2 separate regions of the Zea mays genome follow, and region 2 is linked to region 1. A link is a contact called in public Hi-C data. All regions are on one chromosome and are shown on one strand. Each heading gives the region's core, a stretch centred on a gene start, on an enhancer-like site or on the middle of the called end of the contact. The rest is flanking DNA. Distances are from core to core; before and after follow the strand shown. Region 1 holds the start of LOC100276592. Region 2 has its middle 6.4 kb from the start of LOC100279468.

Evidence for each region. Hi-C and Micro-C count contacts between places; a contact is called where the count stands out from the background.
Region 2: a contact with region 1 is called in a Hi-C map of endosperm, with 2.4 times the contacts expected there. The contact joins the enhancer-like site here to the promoter of LOC100276592 in region 1. A contact is called at or near these places in 8 of 25 Hi-C or Micro-C datasets (bundle sheath, ear, endosperm and 3 more).

What each region holds. Positions count from the first base shown.
Region 1 is chr2:57,619,445-57,626,539 of Zm-B73-REFERENCE-NAM-5.0, forward strand. LOC100276592 reads right to left here and starts at 2,952. Exons shown (of 3, transcript NM_001150344.2): 1 at 2,638-2,952; 2 at 2,365-2,550; 3 at 1,908-2,253. The coding sequence starts at 2,877. The coding sequence ends at 2,095. It overlaps LOC103648671 (transcription factor E2FA), which reads left to right. Exons shown (of 12, transcript NM_001402557.1): 9 at 21-69; 10 at 254-319; 11 at 426-505; 12 at 584-1,017. The coding sequence ends at 824.
Region 2 is chr2:57,747,074-57,754,168 of Zm-B73-REFERENCE-NAM-5.0, forward strand. No RefSeq gene overlaps it. Among protein-coding and RNA genes, the nearest start is that of LOC100279468, 6.4 kb to the left of the region's middle. Within about 2 kb of position 3,313, at least 15 of the 20 cell types and tissues checked have an H3K27ac peak or open chromatin away from gene starts, as enhancers often do. A contact at or near this core is called in bundle sheath, ear, endosperm and 3 more, where this site is marked.

The sequences.
Region 1 (7,095 bases), core at 1,702-4,201:
TGTCTATTATTCATGTTTAGGTGGCTATTCCTTACTGAAGATGACATCAAGGGGTTGCCCTGCTTTCAGGTTTGCTTACATGTTAAAGAAATCCCAAATTATGGCCTTTTCCAGATTTCATATTATTTCTGACTATTCAGAGTAAATTTCATCCTATGTTTGACTATTCAGGCTGTCTTTAATACCAAAAATAACTAAGGATAGTTGATTCTGGTGTGAACTCATTACCTTTTTTCAATCTGCACTTCTGCAGAACAAAACATTAATTGCAATAAAAGCACCTCATGGGTCTTCTTTGGAAGTGCCCAATCCTGATGTGGTAAGTAGCCAGGAAAACAATGACCAGTCGATATCTCAATATGCGATGCATTGCATGTTTAGTCATCATTAACTATTTCATAACTTTAGCTCATTTATTTTATAAGATGACTGGGGATAGCCTTCAAAGGAGATATAGAATAGTAGTACGGAGTACAATGGGTCCAATTGATCTTTACTTAGTTAGGTAATGTTTGAATCTTCTCTTGAAGCTGGTTGCTGGAAAAAGTAAGTTATCTGACATACATCCTTACTATATTGTTAGTAAAACTGAAGAAGAAATGGAGGGAAAGCTGGATGATGCTGCAGCACCCGCAGGGCACACAAATGTGGCAAAGCATGGCTCCATAAAATGCCCCAGAACAAAAAGAGCTTGGCAAAGGAGTAGAAAAGAGGAGGTGGTGCCTAAGGCTCAGAAGATCCAGAAAACTCCAGATCTAAATGCCCCATGTCATTCTGAAGGAGTGTTGAGGAAGATTAATCCTTCAGATGTTGAGGTAAGTTAGATTTGATCTTATGAAGCTTAACTTTTTATATTATATATATAGTATCTATACAAGGTGAAGCTGAGGCATTCCATAATCATCACTCATCAGTTAACTGAGAACATCAAGCCTTAATATTTCGTAGAAGAATCACACAATTCAGAAATCAGAACTCCAGTTCTACATTAGTACATTACATACACGCTCTTAAATTGCATCTTGATTTCTTTCTATCCCTTTAATTGCACCATTTTTATTGTGAAGAGCATTGGGTTTGCACATTGCTGTATCTTTTCCGCCTGACAAGATCAAAGCAAATAGTAGACTTAGCTATTCATGGTCCTACTGCACTTCCTCAGAGTGGAGCGGACTACTGGCTGCTCACAGACTGTGATGTTTAGCATCACTGATATGTGGAGAACACAGCGTATCCTTTTCTCCAGAACTAGTATTCATGACGTCTTGTTTAAATGTCATCTACAATAATTTTCATAGGTACTTGCAATTTCTGAAGTGAAGTATTACTTGACATGGTAAATAGCAGAAATGCAGTTGGATCAGATAGACCCCAACGATTTCCTAGCTGAAGAGGTGAGCTCACCAGGGACATTCAACCAGCAGCCACCTGAAGGCTACGGCTGTGGGCTCTAACCATGGGCAAGAAAGAAGATGATACAGTGCTGGATGTTTTGGGACGAACTGAGCTCATTACAATTCACGCGTCATTTCTGTGTGGAAGCCAGGATTGCAGTGGGCAAGATGTGCCTGGTGAGATAGGCCTTTTGTTGTGGACTGTTGCTGTGACACGTTTGGTGGCTTGTACAGCGTATCTATGGCTTGGAAGCAGAACAATGCTTCAATCAGACACATAAACTAAACCGCTGGTTACAGAGGTGCACTCCTCCAGCTTTTAAAGGGTCAGGTTTTATGTCCATTTGATTCTGCCTTTGGAATTTGGATGGTGCCACAGTTTCTGTGTACATATTGTGTCTAGGCTGGCTAGATGTGTAGAAAGTAATGTCAAGCATCATCAGCAAAATCCATTATGAAAAGTGCAAACATCATTGCTAAACTCTGAAGCAACCGCACTGCATTGTCAGCTTCTAGTTCAAAAACTCTCTCCACTCGTCATTCATTACTGGTTGTTCAAAATCGTCATCGAACAGCTTTTACAAAAGCAGCACCAGATAGATTCGCTGGCACCGGCTAGTAGAACACCTATATAAGCTTATGTATAGCTATTTGCATAGACTACATGATTCAGTGAGAAGTGTACTTGAGTGGCGGCGCATCAGTCGCCGCCCTTCCTGATCTTGCCAATCCAGCTGGCCACCACCGGCGTCAGTGCCACCGTCGGCGGGAACCTGATCGGCGACGCGGCCTTGTGCGCGGCGTAGGCCAACGCGAAGGTCCCGACCTTCCCTCCGGTTTCCCCTGTCACGATCCCGACCTGCAACGCGCAAAGGAACATTCCATACGTGGCCTGAATTGTGAGCCGAGGGCACAGCTGGCGAGGCGATTGCACAGCACAGCTGGCTTGAGGGGGGAGGCAGCAGCTCACCTTCGCGAGCAGGTCCTGCACGTCGACGCCGGCGCTGACGAGGAGGTAGCATAGAGTGAAGGAGACGATGGAGAGCGAGATGGAGGTGGCCAGGTACGCGCCGCCGTACTTGGCCAGGAGTTCCTTGGCCTGGTCCGTCCGCGACTTCTTCCCCTCGCCTCCCTCTTCCTCCTTGGAGCTGAACACCTGCAGCCACGCAGAGCGCAATACAAATTCGTTCAGCTCACACATCACATGTGCTTCGGAGGCTGCCTGGATGTGTCCCCCGCTTACCTTCCAGAGGCCGAACTCGAGCCCGTACTTCTCGGTTATCTCGTCGGCCGTCTTGGCCTCCCCCTCCTTCGTCTCTTGCACGGCCGAGACCGCGAGCCGCCGACGCCGCGGAGGCCGGAGGGACCGAGAGACAAGGGAGCCGCGCTGGAGCTGGAGCTGCGGCTGCAGCAACCTGTGGGCGCGGCGCGGCGTGTCCGTGAGCGCCGCGAGGCTGGGGAGTAGCAGAGCCGTTGCCGCCATAGTTGGGCGGGCGGATGGCTGGGACTGGAATTGGTAGGAGCAGAACGAAGACGAGGTGGGGACACGACACGACCCAACCGCGGGGCGGCGGGGGCAGCGGACAAGATAGGATTTGCTGATTTAGGAAGGAGCACAGCAGGACAGACAGAACCCGCGGACTTTTGTTGTCGAGTTGCGTTTGCTTACGATTCTGATGGACGGCCGAAATGCATCTGGGCCTCCGCGTTTCTGGACCTCGAGACTTGTTTTGTGAGAAGCCCAGGAGTGGCAACGTGAGGTGGAGGATGGGGACAAGTTGCCTGCTGCTGTACCATGGAGTACGGAGGACCAGCGTAAACGGGGCCTTTTCCACTTGCACCACAACCCGCACGAAAATACAAGGTTGAACTCCTTTGTCCTTAAAAAGTTGGAAACTTCCGCTCTTGATCGTGAGAGTGTCCACTGCAGAGTTTGCACATCTTTACCTATAAGACATGTTTCCAGTTTAGCTAGGGTTTGCAAGACCCTTAAGACACTCTCAAGGTAAATGGCTAGAGATCCACCGCGAGACCTTTCTAAAGTTCCATTAGATGAGAGAACCCACTGCGGTTTCCGGGCCAAAGGCGTTATAGGAATCCCTTGTCCAAAAAGCTATACAGATTGTCTGACCCGATGACCTCCCTATACCTGCACTCCACCCGCTTGCCCTTTCAAGAAAGGGTTAACTCACACTAGCTTTCCTAATTAATTAGCCAAGGACGTCCTATTCCATCCTTGTGGTAGCACTGTATTTTCAGTTGGTCGATACATGTTCCAATTAACACAATAATCTTATAATAAATAATAATTAAACCTAGGGTGACACCGGTCTAGAGGATTGCGACCCTACCAGACGGGCGTTGGGGCAGATTACTTCATCAAATGGAGAAAACTTTTTTAAGGAAGAAAATCTTTTTGAGAGGCGCAAAATGCTTTATTGCTTCCTATATGCTTTATCATGTCTTCCTTTTCGGTGTTTGATTCCTGAAAGGGAAATATGGTCAAACCTTTTCCTAAATGATTTTGGTGGTTGAATTGCCCAACACAAATGATTGGACTAACTAGTTTGCTCTAGATTATAAGTTCTACAGGTGTCAAAGGTTCAAACACAAACCAATAAAAAGTCCAAGAAAGGGTTCAAATAGAAAGGAGCAAAACCCACCGAAGACTGTCGTGGTTTGGCGCACCGGACTGTCCGGTGTGCCAAGCGGAGCAACGGTCGCCAGTGCAATGCTCGAGTTCAACGGTCGGTTAACACAGCTACAGTGCGCGGACAGTTCGCGCAGAGTCAGAGCAGGCGCCAGAAGGCGCACCGGACAGTGAACAGTACCTGTCCGGTGCACCACCGGACTGTCCGATGACCCCACCTGTCAGAGCTCCAACGATCGAATCCTGACGGTTGGGTGACGTGGCTGGCACACCGGACAGTGTCCGGTGGCGCATCGGACTGTCCGGTGCGCCCATCAACAGACAGCCTCCCCAACGGCCATTTTGGTGGGTGGGGCTATAAATACCCCCTAATCACCACACTTCAAGGCATCCAAGTTTTCAACCATTGCATTCAATACAAGAGCTCTAGACTTCACTCCAAGACACAAACAAGAGATCAAATCCTCTCCCAAGTCCGGAATCGCTCCAAACAAATAGTGACTAGTGAGAGAGATATTTATGTTCATTTGAGTTCTTGTCGCTTGGATCACTTTTTTTCTTCCTCCATTCTTGTTCTCAAGCAACTTGTAATCAAGCAAGAGACACCAAGTTGTGGTGGTCCTTGTAAGGGGTCTAAGTGACCCGTTGATTAATGAGAAAAGCTCACTCGGTCTAAGTGACCGTTTGAGAGAGGGAAAGGGTTGAAAGAGACCCGGTCTTTGTGACCACCTCAACGGGGAGTAGGTTTGCAAGAACCGAACCTCGGTAAAACAAATCACCGTGTCATCCGCTCTATTTCTTTGGTTGATTTGTTTTTGCCCTCTCTTTCGGACTCGCTTTTATTTCTAACGCTAACCCGGCTTGTAGTTGTGCTTAAAGTTTATAAATTTCAGATTTGCCTATTTACCCCCCTCTAGGCGACTTTCAGTTCCAAAGGGGGAGAAATTTGTAGACCAAAGTATATCAAATACCAAAACTAATTTTTAAAAATTTTGTAATCTTTTAATTGATTATTTATGTTGGTTTTGGTCCAAGATAGGAAGTATGAGGATTATGGAGTTAGGGGGAGGCTTAAGTTCATAACCACTCATTATGGGGATTGTTTGCATATGCAAGAATGATGTTTCAATTCTAAATGACAACATATCCTTCAATTTAGCATCTCATATATCTTGCCTATGCACGTGTATCCTTAGCAAGTACATTGTATATTTCATTTTTGTATTTAATATTTGCTTGCTTTGGTTGTGTTGTCATTAATCATCAAAAAGGGGGAGACTGTATGGAAAATGACCTCAACCTATTTGACTAATTGATTTTGTTGTTTGACGATTAACATAACATGTGGACTAATATGTTTGCAAGTATTTATGTTTGTAGTTCACAGGATGCGAAGTGGACTTAGACTGAGGCATTGAGAAAGCAACACCTCAAAGAGAGTATTCATTCCATATATACCTTTGTGTCCATGACATGCATCATCGCGGGAACCTACAAGGGGTCTCCTTGGCAGTGGACACACCAGAGGAGCCAATAGTTGTGCTTGTTATTACGATTGTCCCTCCTGACCGTGGCTCTAGGCAAGGGGTTCACTGTGTGCCGCCTGGCTTGACCGACAACTAGGAAGGGGGAGTTGATGTCGGTGTACCACTTTGCAAATGCACAACAATCAACTAAATGTTAAATTTCGATCGGATCGTGTGGATCGACCTATGAGGTTTGCCATGATTAGCTCCTTGAGCGGATGGTCGTTTCTGTTCTAGGTTGGGTATTAATGTAACAATAAATGTAATCATGCACTAAAAGTGACTGTTGATGAAAGTAAACGTGCCTAAAGCATGATTAAGTCGATTGCTTACTCTAGAGCGATGCATGCTATGTGCATGGCCAAGAAGGGAGTAGCGGGCCATAGGAGTACCATTATTACCCATACCATTAACCAAATATAGGGCCAGATATAAAGTAAACCATCTATTGGAACATCCCAAATCAATCTACTACATGTATCATATTAATAAACCTAGGAACATTTGCCACTGAGAACTGTTGGCCATGCACGTGAACATGGATCAGGACCTTAAAAAAGTCCAACCGAAGTAAACAACGAGACTAACCATGTAAAGTAGGGTGCCATATGTGTATCGAGCATCCGAGCTGCCGCATGCCTATGTGTAATTAGCATGTCATGGAGTGTGACAACCAGTAAAGGGATACACATGTGGTGGTGTAAAATCAACCTAATAGCATGAAGCATAGAGGTAAATGTATAAATTGAAGGTACACAAGGTAACTAGTAGATCTTTCTAACAACAACGTATAGCACAAGATCTATCAGGGTAAGGTGGTGACACCATGCCGACCTGACACGATAAGAGACCACATTAGGGCAGTATAACGCTTACCTTGGAAAACCCTTGGGGAAGGGGTGGCGATGCATCGATAGGATGAGAAGCACCTGCTACTTAGCAAATGAATGGCTTCCACTGATGCGTCGAGAGGATGAGAAGCACCTGCTACTTGGCAAATGAATGGCTTTCAGTGATGCGCCGAGAGGATGAGAAGCACCCACAGTTTGATGAACGAATGACTTCTTTCTTTATTCATGAGAATATATGTTACAAAATATAGCCTCACGGGCTAAAGTGATAAGCACTTCCTAACTTACATTGACATCTAATGTATTACTTATTTTCGGTAAAAGGCCTATTCCTATTTACATGTTTATTTTCTTCACGGCCGAATACTTTCTTTATGGAGCCCTTCGGCCAGGATTTGGTGCTAACAACATGATAAAATGTACCCTTCGTGTTTAAGAGAAAACAATTTCTATATTAGAGTGAGCTTCGCAAGAATTATCAATAAAGCTCAAGGACAAACAATGTCTTATATCCGTATTTATCTACCTAATCTGGTGCTCTTGCATGTGCAACTATATATGTGACCATGTCACGTGCAAAAGCTACAAGAAACCTCAAAGTTCTCACTTCCACGACAATTGAGAATATCAACGAATCAGTTGGTACACCTACCCAGATTAATATCATGTACAAT
Region 2 (7,095 bases), core at 2,063-4,562, 130 kb after region 1:
CGTCATCGGGAAGCTGCCCTAACTCAACGAGCTCCTCGTTGATGGTTCTAGGGTACCGACCGTTGTCGTCGTCGTCATCCATAACCGCCTTCGATCTCGGCACCGTACCTCGACGGCAGTGGCGGCACTAGCACGACTACGTAGTCGGCCGGCAACCTACAAGCAAGCAGCGAGGCTTAGGGTTAGGGATTGAGATGGCTGACTGGTGGTGAGAAACTGAGGAAGAGTGAGTGAGTGACATACCTGCCAAGCCGGAGCCCGGAGCCGGAGACGGGGGTAAAGTGCACGACGACGGACGACGCGAGAGGGAGAGCCGGAGAAGAGGAGATTAGGGTTAGGGTTAGGGATTGGGATGGCCGACTGGAGAGAGAGCCGGAGAGGGACTTATCTGCCAAGCCGTAGCCCGGAGCCGGAGACGATGACGCGGGACGGCGGGAGGGAGAGAGCCGGAGTCCGGAGAGCGGAGATTAGGGATTTAGGGTTAGGGATTTCACCGATGCAGAGCCGGAGCCTAGAGAGCGGCGCCGCACGGAACGGATCCGGCAGAGACTACGGCGACGGCCGACGCCCGACGGTGAGGCGGTGAGCAGCAGGCGGAGCGAGCAGCGACGGAGAGGTCGAGGGCGAGAGGCGACTGGCGAGCGAGACCGCGAGAGGGAGAGAGCCGAGCGAGCGGACAGCGGAGAGACCGAGAGACGGAGAGTGAGAGACGGAGCGGAGAGTGGGGCCAGCCGCGCAGCCACTTGCCCACTTGAGCGGAGAGAGGGAGAGAGCCGCTGGCCGCTCCCGGGACCGGGCCGGTCCGTGCCTGCCGTTTTTAGGCGGGCCGGGCCGTGCCGCCCGACGGGCGTAGCCGGCAGCCCAGGCACGGCCTGGTGGAATGGTCCGGGCCGGCCCGGGCACGCATCCAGCCGTGCCGGGCCGTGCTTGGGCCGGGCCAAAAAACCGGGCCGCGTGCCGGGCTACCGGGCTCTGGGCTGCATGCTCATCTATAGCCAGGACCGCCCAATATTCATGGGCCAAGTGAAAAAAAGAAATGATTAGGAGTAAATATCGAATACTATTTTCTAAACGTTAAATTCGGCTTGCGTAGGATTAACGTGGTATGCCCAATGGTTAGGGATGACAACATATCGAATTCAGATAGGCACCTGCAGCTATATACATATACACGGTTGCAATTCATATCCATGCCTATGTCTATCGGGTTTCAGATATACATCAAACATGACACATCGGACATGATAGAGTCTAGAGATAATCATTTCTAAGAATTCAATAACATAATTAATCAAATGTCTTCATAAGTCACCATCATATATAATTAAAACTTAATAAAATAATTATACAAATATACAGGACGTTAAACAATTATTATTTTCAACATGTCAACATGAAAGAAGCGCTAGACTAAAAAGAGATGGGAGTTGAGGACTGCTGAGGAAGTGGTGACCGGTGAGGGAGGTTCACCCCCGTCGGACTAGGAGTGCGAAGGGGCATCAACGACGTGGATTGAAGAGCCGAGAGCGGCTGGCACAATTGAGTTGAGGCACATGCAGAAAAGGGCGCGACCATGGACGCCGAAAGGGACGGTCTGCAATGCGCGGGCTACTGACAGGGGCACTAGAGCATGAAAGGGGCACGTGGTGCAGCATAGGAAAGCCATCAGTAGGGAATTTGTAGCGTTAAGACATGGAGGCTTAGGGAGTTAACAGATGTGGAGGGATAAAAACATATAACTATATAACCCTTGGGCAATCGAGGGGGTGAGTGAAAATGGCCTATGCCAAGCAGTCGAAGCTCTCTGTTCTTGTGACAGATTGACAGAGCTCCGTCCAGAGTAGAGAGTAGTTAATTCCTGGCAGAAAGTCATGTGCAACTTTCCGACCTTTTTTCTTTTCTTTTTTTTTCCCTCTGAGATTGACGTGTTTGTTGCAAAGGTCGGATGTGCTCATCGTGTTTGTAGTTCCTTGTCGTGCGGCTCTGGTCACCAGCTTTTTGTTTGAGGTTTTTTATAAGTGCATTTTCTATTACGTACCAAAGCTGCATTTCCTTAGTAAACTATTCTTGCCTGGCTTAGTAGCAGTTTTTTTTGGCTCTTCCCGGCAGATAGTGATGTAATATGGTTCAAAAAATATCCGGCCACATCTAGCTTCGAAGATGGTGAATACTGGTTCAGGTGAAATTTTTTGATATTCAGACTTTTTTCGGATAACAGATACGAATATAGATATTCTGTTTGGATATCGAATTCGAACACAATATGTCTGATATCCGTCGGATATCGAATATCCGGATATATTCTCGGATAAATCTTCTCGGATATTCGGATATCGTATCCGGGTAGCCGTGTGCATTTTGTTGATTTTTTGTAGAAAGAAACTAATAATACACAAATAGCCTCAGAAATTTATGAAATTTTATGGAGGCACAACATATGCCCACTTATAACCCTCCAAAATATCTGGACCATAAAATCCATAATATGCTAGTGTTTCTTTCATTCCACTTTCACTTGTTGCATGAATTACACGTGAAATCACTCTAAGTATCCAAGTTTTAACATAAACGATACTTCATTCTATCATTTTCATGTGGAGACTTGAGGTCATCTATTCTTATATAATGTTTATTAGCCTCGGTAACTTTTTTACATTTTGATGATTTGATGCGAAATAAATTAATAATACGCACATAGCCTAAAGCTTCATGAATTTTCACACAAAAAACTTGACATATGTACACATATAATGCTAAAAAAGATCTTTGGACTTAAGGAGTGGATAAATGATTACAACCATAATATGTGTGGAATGATGTCTTACACGACACCTGACAAAAAAATTCGTTACCGATAATATCTGTGTCCGACTAGTTCCGTATTCGACACACAACTATCTGTATTTGTATCCGAGAACATTCGTACATGAAGTTATCCGTATTCGAATTCGAATAAAAATATAAAAATAAATATGATTTCAGTGATATCCGTTCGTATTTGATTCGATTACATCACTAATGTCAGAAGGGAAAATCCAGTCATTTATGTATTTATTTATTTACTTACTTATTGAGGGAGAGCAGAAAAGCCAACACGGCTGTGATGTCATGCTGCCTAGTACAGGTCTCGTGGGCATTGGGTCCTATTTTGACCGTCTCCCTCCTGAGAGCATTTAATTACAGTGCGCCCTGTGCGTTTCTCTCTGCTTCCCCTGAATCCCACATTCAATATTTTCCCTGGACTACTGCCGGCCGGTTACAGTGCTCTGGTCTGATTTCGATCGTAAAGAAAAAAATGTACAGGATGCCTGGCACCATCCCTGCAAGCAATTGAATGGATGGATGGATGCGAGGTGGCAGGCGCCGGTGCAGGATGCTACTACCATCTCGCATGCGTTTTATTTTATGGTCCTGCAAGTCTAAAAACTTTGCACTGCAACAGGACATTCAGCCATCTGAGTGAACTTCATGCTCAGCTCGGCTCAGCTCAGCTCATCAGGTGTGCGCCGTGCGTGCCTGCGCGTCAGGCGGTGACGTTGACGCGTCATGCCATGCGTGGATTGGATGAACGCACGCACGTCGATCTCGCCATCTCGGACGTCTCTGAAGAAGTGTAAACGGAGACCCGGCCGAGAGCGAGAGGTCCATGCCTGACGCTGACGGGCAATCACAGACACAGGGTTTGGTTGTTTGGTTGGTTGGGCAATGTGACAAAATTTGAAACGCCCCATATATAGTCCATAGAAAAATCTCTCCCTTGGCCTCTTCCCACAGTGGCCGTCGCCATGCCTGCAGCTGTCTCGAGGCGAGCTTAAGACAGACCTCCACACGCGCGAGCGTGTCGTCGTTCTCAAGGGCGAGGAAAAAAGGCCGCGCTCGATCGCTTAACTATTATTATTATTATTATGCGTAGTAGTCCGCCATTGCTGCTTTTCAGGAGGAGGGGAAAAAAAAGAAGCTTTGTGTCACTGTCGTGGTTAAAAGGTACACTACTGTTTGCCACTAGTGTTCTTTTCAAGTCGGTGTCGAGTGGGAGTTGTGCTTGTGCACGTACGTACGTGTCACACAGAGCGAGGCCGCAGCCAGCCACCTAGCCAGTCGGGGCCGTCGGATCAACCGAACCGACGGTGCACCGGAGATGTATTGTCTCCCTGCGAGGCTTTAATTTCCCGGTTCCTGGAGCACACAAGGACAGGCTTCATTAGGTTGGGACGGAATATACAAACAACCGGCCACTTGCACGTACTGGATTGGTTTGGTTCCACAGGGAAAAGCTGCAGCATGATGGCTCTTTCCAACCAGGGCCTAATATAACGGCCTGCAGTTCCCTTGGCGAGAGAGAATGACAAGGAGGGTTTTAGAGGAGCTTAGCTAGCGCTCCATGTTTTTTTGGCCGTGTTTGGCGTTGCCACCTTCTTGTTTGTTCTCTTGTAGTGGTGTTCTTCCTTGCCGAAAGCTTTGTTGTTGTTCAGAGAAGCTAAATTATATGTGGGTGGAGCAAAAGCCGGCCGGCCGGGGTGTCTGTTGTTGCCGGCGTTTAAAAATGAGATGAAACGAAGGAGCTACTAGGAGAGAATTTGAAGCAGGCAAGTGATGTACAGTGTGGTATTTTTTGAGCCGCCGTGTATAGCAGATGTTTAGTGTGCTGCAGCGAGCTGATATATGTGGATCCAGCTAGCCTGCTCAGCTTCTGTCGTATGCTAAAATCCTCCTGTGAGAAATCCTGGGCCGAAGATCAGTGAGTGCGCGAACACTATGATGTATATACAGCAGATCTTCATAGAGAACAGCTTCCACTTGCAGACCAGAAAGTTAATGACGGGGGACGGAATCAGCAACGCTACACGTACGTACGTACGTGCAGCAAGGAATTCACAAGGTCAATGATGCTCCGTCATCTGGAATCGACATGCAAAGTTGACTAGCTAGAGTCCCTTGTCTCTAGCACATCAAGCTGGTAATAATACTATACAAGTAGCTAGCAACCACGCTGTCGCCCGCCCCCTGGGACTCCCACCGATCACCAGCTTCGACGCACGCTGGAACTGAGAGCCTGCTGCCGGCCAGGCCATGTCCATCCATGGCACGCACGCACGGTCGAAACGAGCAGCACCAAGCGTGCTCATTATAGTTTTTCCACTATATATCGGTGCTTGGCGAGTCGAAGTGGCAATGGAAGTGGTGAAAATGGCAAAATGCACATGATCCTTTGAGCCGACAAGAGTGGCCTAAAAAAATCAGAGGTTGCTGCTGGTAGTAGTAGTTGTTGTTGTTGTAGGCCAGGTAGGCCTGTTTTGTTTTGTTGTGGCATGCCAATTATAGGGAGCTAGCATGTAGGCTGTGTTTTCTACTGTATCTATGTCTCGTCGGACCAGCAAGATTCACTGGCATGGCATTGGTCGTTTGCCTAACGTTATAGCTTATCCTCCCCAGATTCCACGATCGTTTCGTTTGTTTATAACCATGCGATTCCTTTTTTTCTCTCTCCATTGTTTTGTTTATCCCTAGGTAATTTCTTCTCGTGTCTGGTGGAGGAACGTAACGCACCGAGAATCATACAGACCCCCTCCCTCGCTCCCTCCTCCGTTCCAAAATAGTATCCGTTTTATGTTTATATTTCAATACATAACGATGAATCTAGACACATCTATAAAACACATATATCAGGCATTATATGAATCCACCGCTACTCTCAAACGAATAGTAAGTTGGGATAGAAGGAGAGAGTATACATGGTAAAAGATGCCGAGGTTTGCCAGCAAACCACCAAAAAAATAAACCAACCACACTGGCCTAACAAAAAGATCATCAATCCACACACTAGGGTAACGAACTGCTAGTTACTGGATAAACTAGTAAGGAACCGTCAAAACTCTTGCTCACGAGGGACCCCGGACCCTATCAAATAGGACCGGGTCCGGCAAATCACCTGCAGATACTTTTGGAACGCGCCTCTAGGCCACTAGCCGACCCTTATCGAACGGGGCACGAGCATCCACTCGGATCACCCGTTAGCAACTCACTGGCGCTTTCCCCCCTCCTTCTTGCGAAAAGGCGACGAAGGGGCGTATGAAAAAAGCCGAGTCAGTCCTTGACCGTCCTCTCGCTCTGTGCGGAGGCTCGGGGGCTGCTCTCGCAAACACGGCTCCGGCCAAACCGTTGACAGCGTCAACATACCAGCCCGAGAATTCAGAACCTGACTATGCACCCGGGCAACGACCAGTTCGCATGAGGGAACAACCAGACCGGCCAAGGCGTCACGAAAAGCGCTAAGACCTCGGAGGAGTCAAACCACTCATCCGAGGCCTCGGGGGCTACACCCGGCGGGTGCGCTTACGCACACCCACCAGAACGAAATGCAACCGAGAAAGGCCGGTCCCCTTGCAAAAAAGTGCGACAAAAGCCTCCAAGCGAGCACCAACACTCCCTTCGAGACTCGGGGGCTACTGTCGAGGACCATAATTAGGGGTACCCTCAAGACTCCTAATCTCAGCTGGTAACCACCATCAGCACAAAGCTGCAAAGGCCTGATGGGCGCGATTCTGGTCAAGGCTCCGTCCACTCAAGGGACACGATCTCGCCTCGCCCGAGCCTAGCCTCAAGCAGGAACAATAGACCAAGGCAGATTCACGCCTCGCCCGAGGGTCTCCTCAAGCAACGGGCGCACCTTCGACTCGCCCGAGGCCCAGTTCGGGCAGGCTTCACGGAGAAGCAACCTTGGCCAGATCGCCACGCCAACCGACCGTATCGCAGGAGCATTCAATGCAAGGATCGTCTGACACCTTATCCTGACGCACACTCCTCAGTCGACAGGGCCGAAGTGACCGCAGTCACTTCGCCGCTCCACTGACAGATCTGACAGGAAAACAGCGCCGCCTGCCTTGCTCCGACTGCTGTGCCACTCGCCAGAGTGAGGCTGACAACAGCTAAGTCCATCCTCGGGCGCCATAGGAAGCTCCGCCTCGCCCGACCCCAGGGCTCGGCCCCCGTCTCGGCCTCGGAAGACGGTCTCCGCCTCGCCCGACCCCAGGGCTCGGACTCAACCTCGACCTCGGAAGACGGTCTCCGCCTCGCCCGACCCCAGGGCTCGGACTC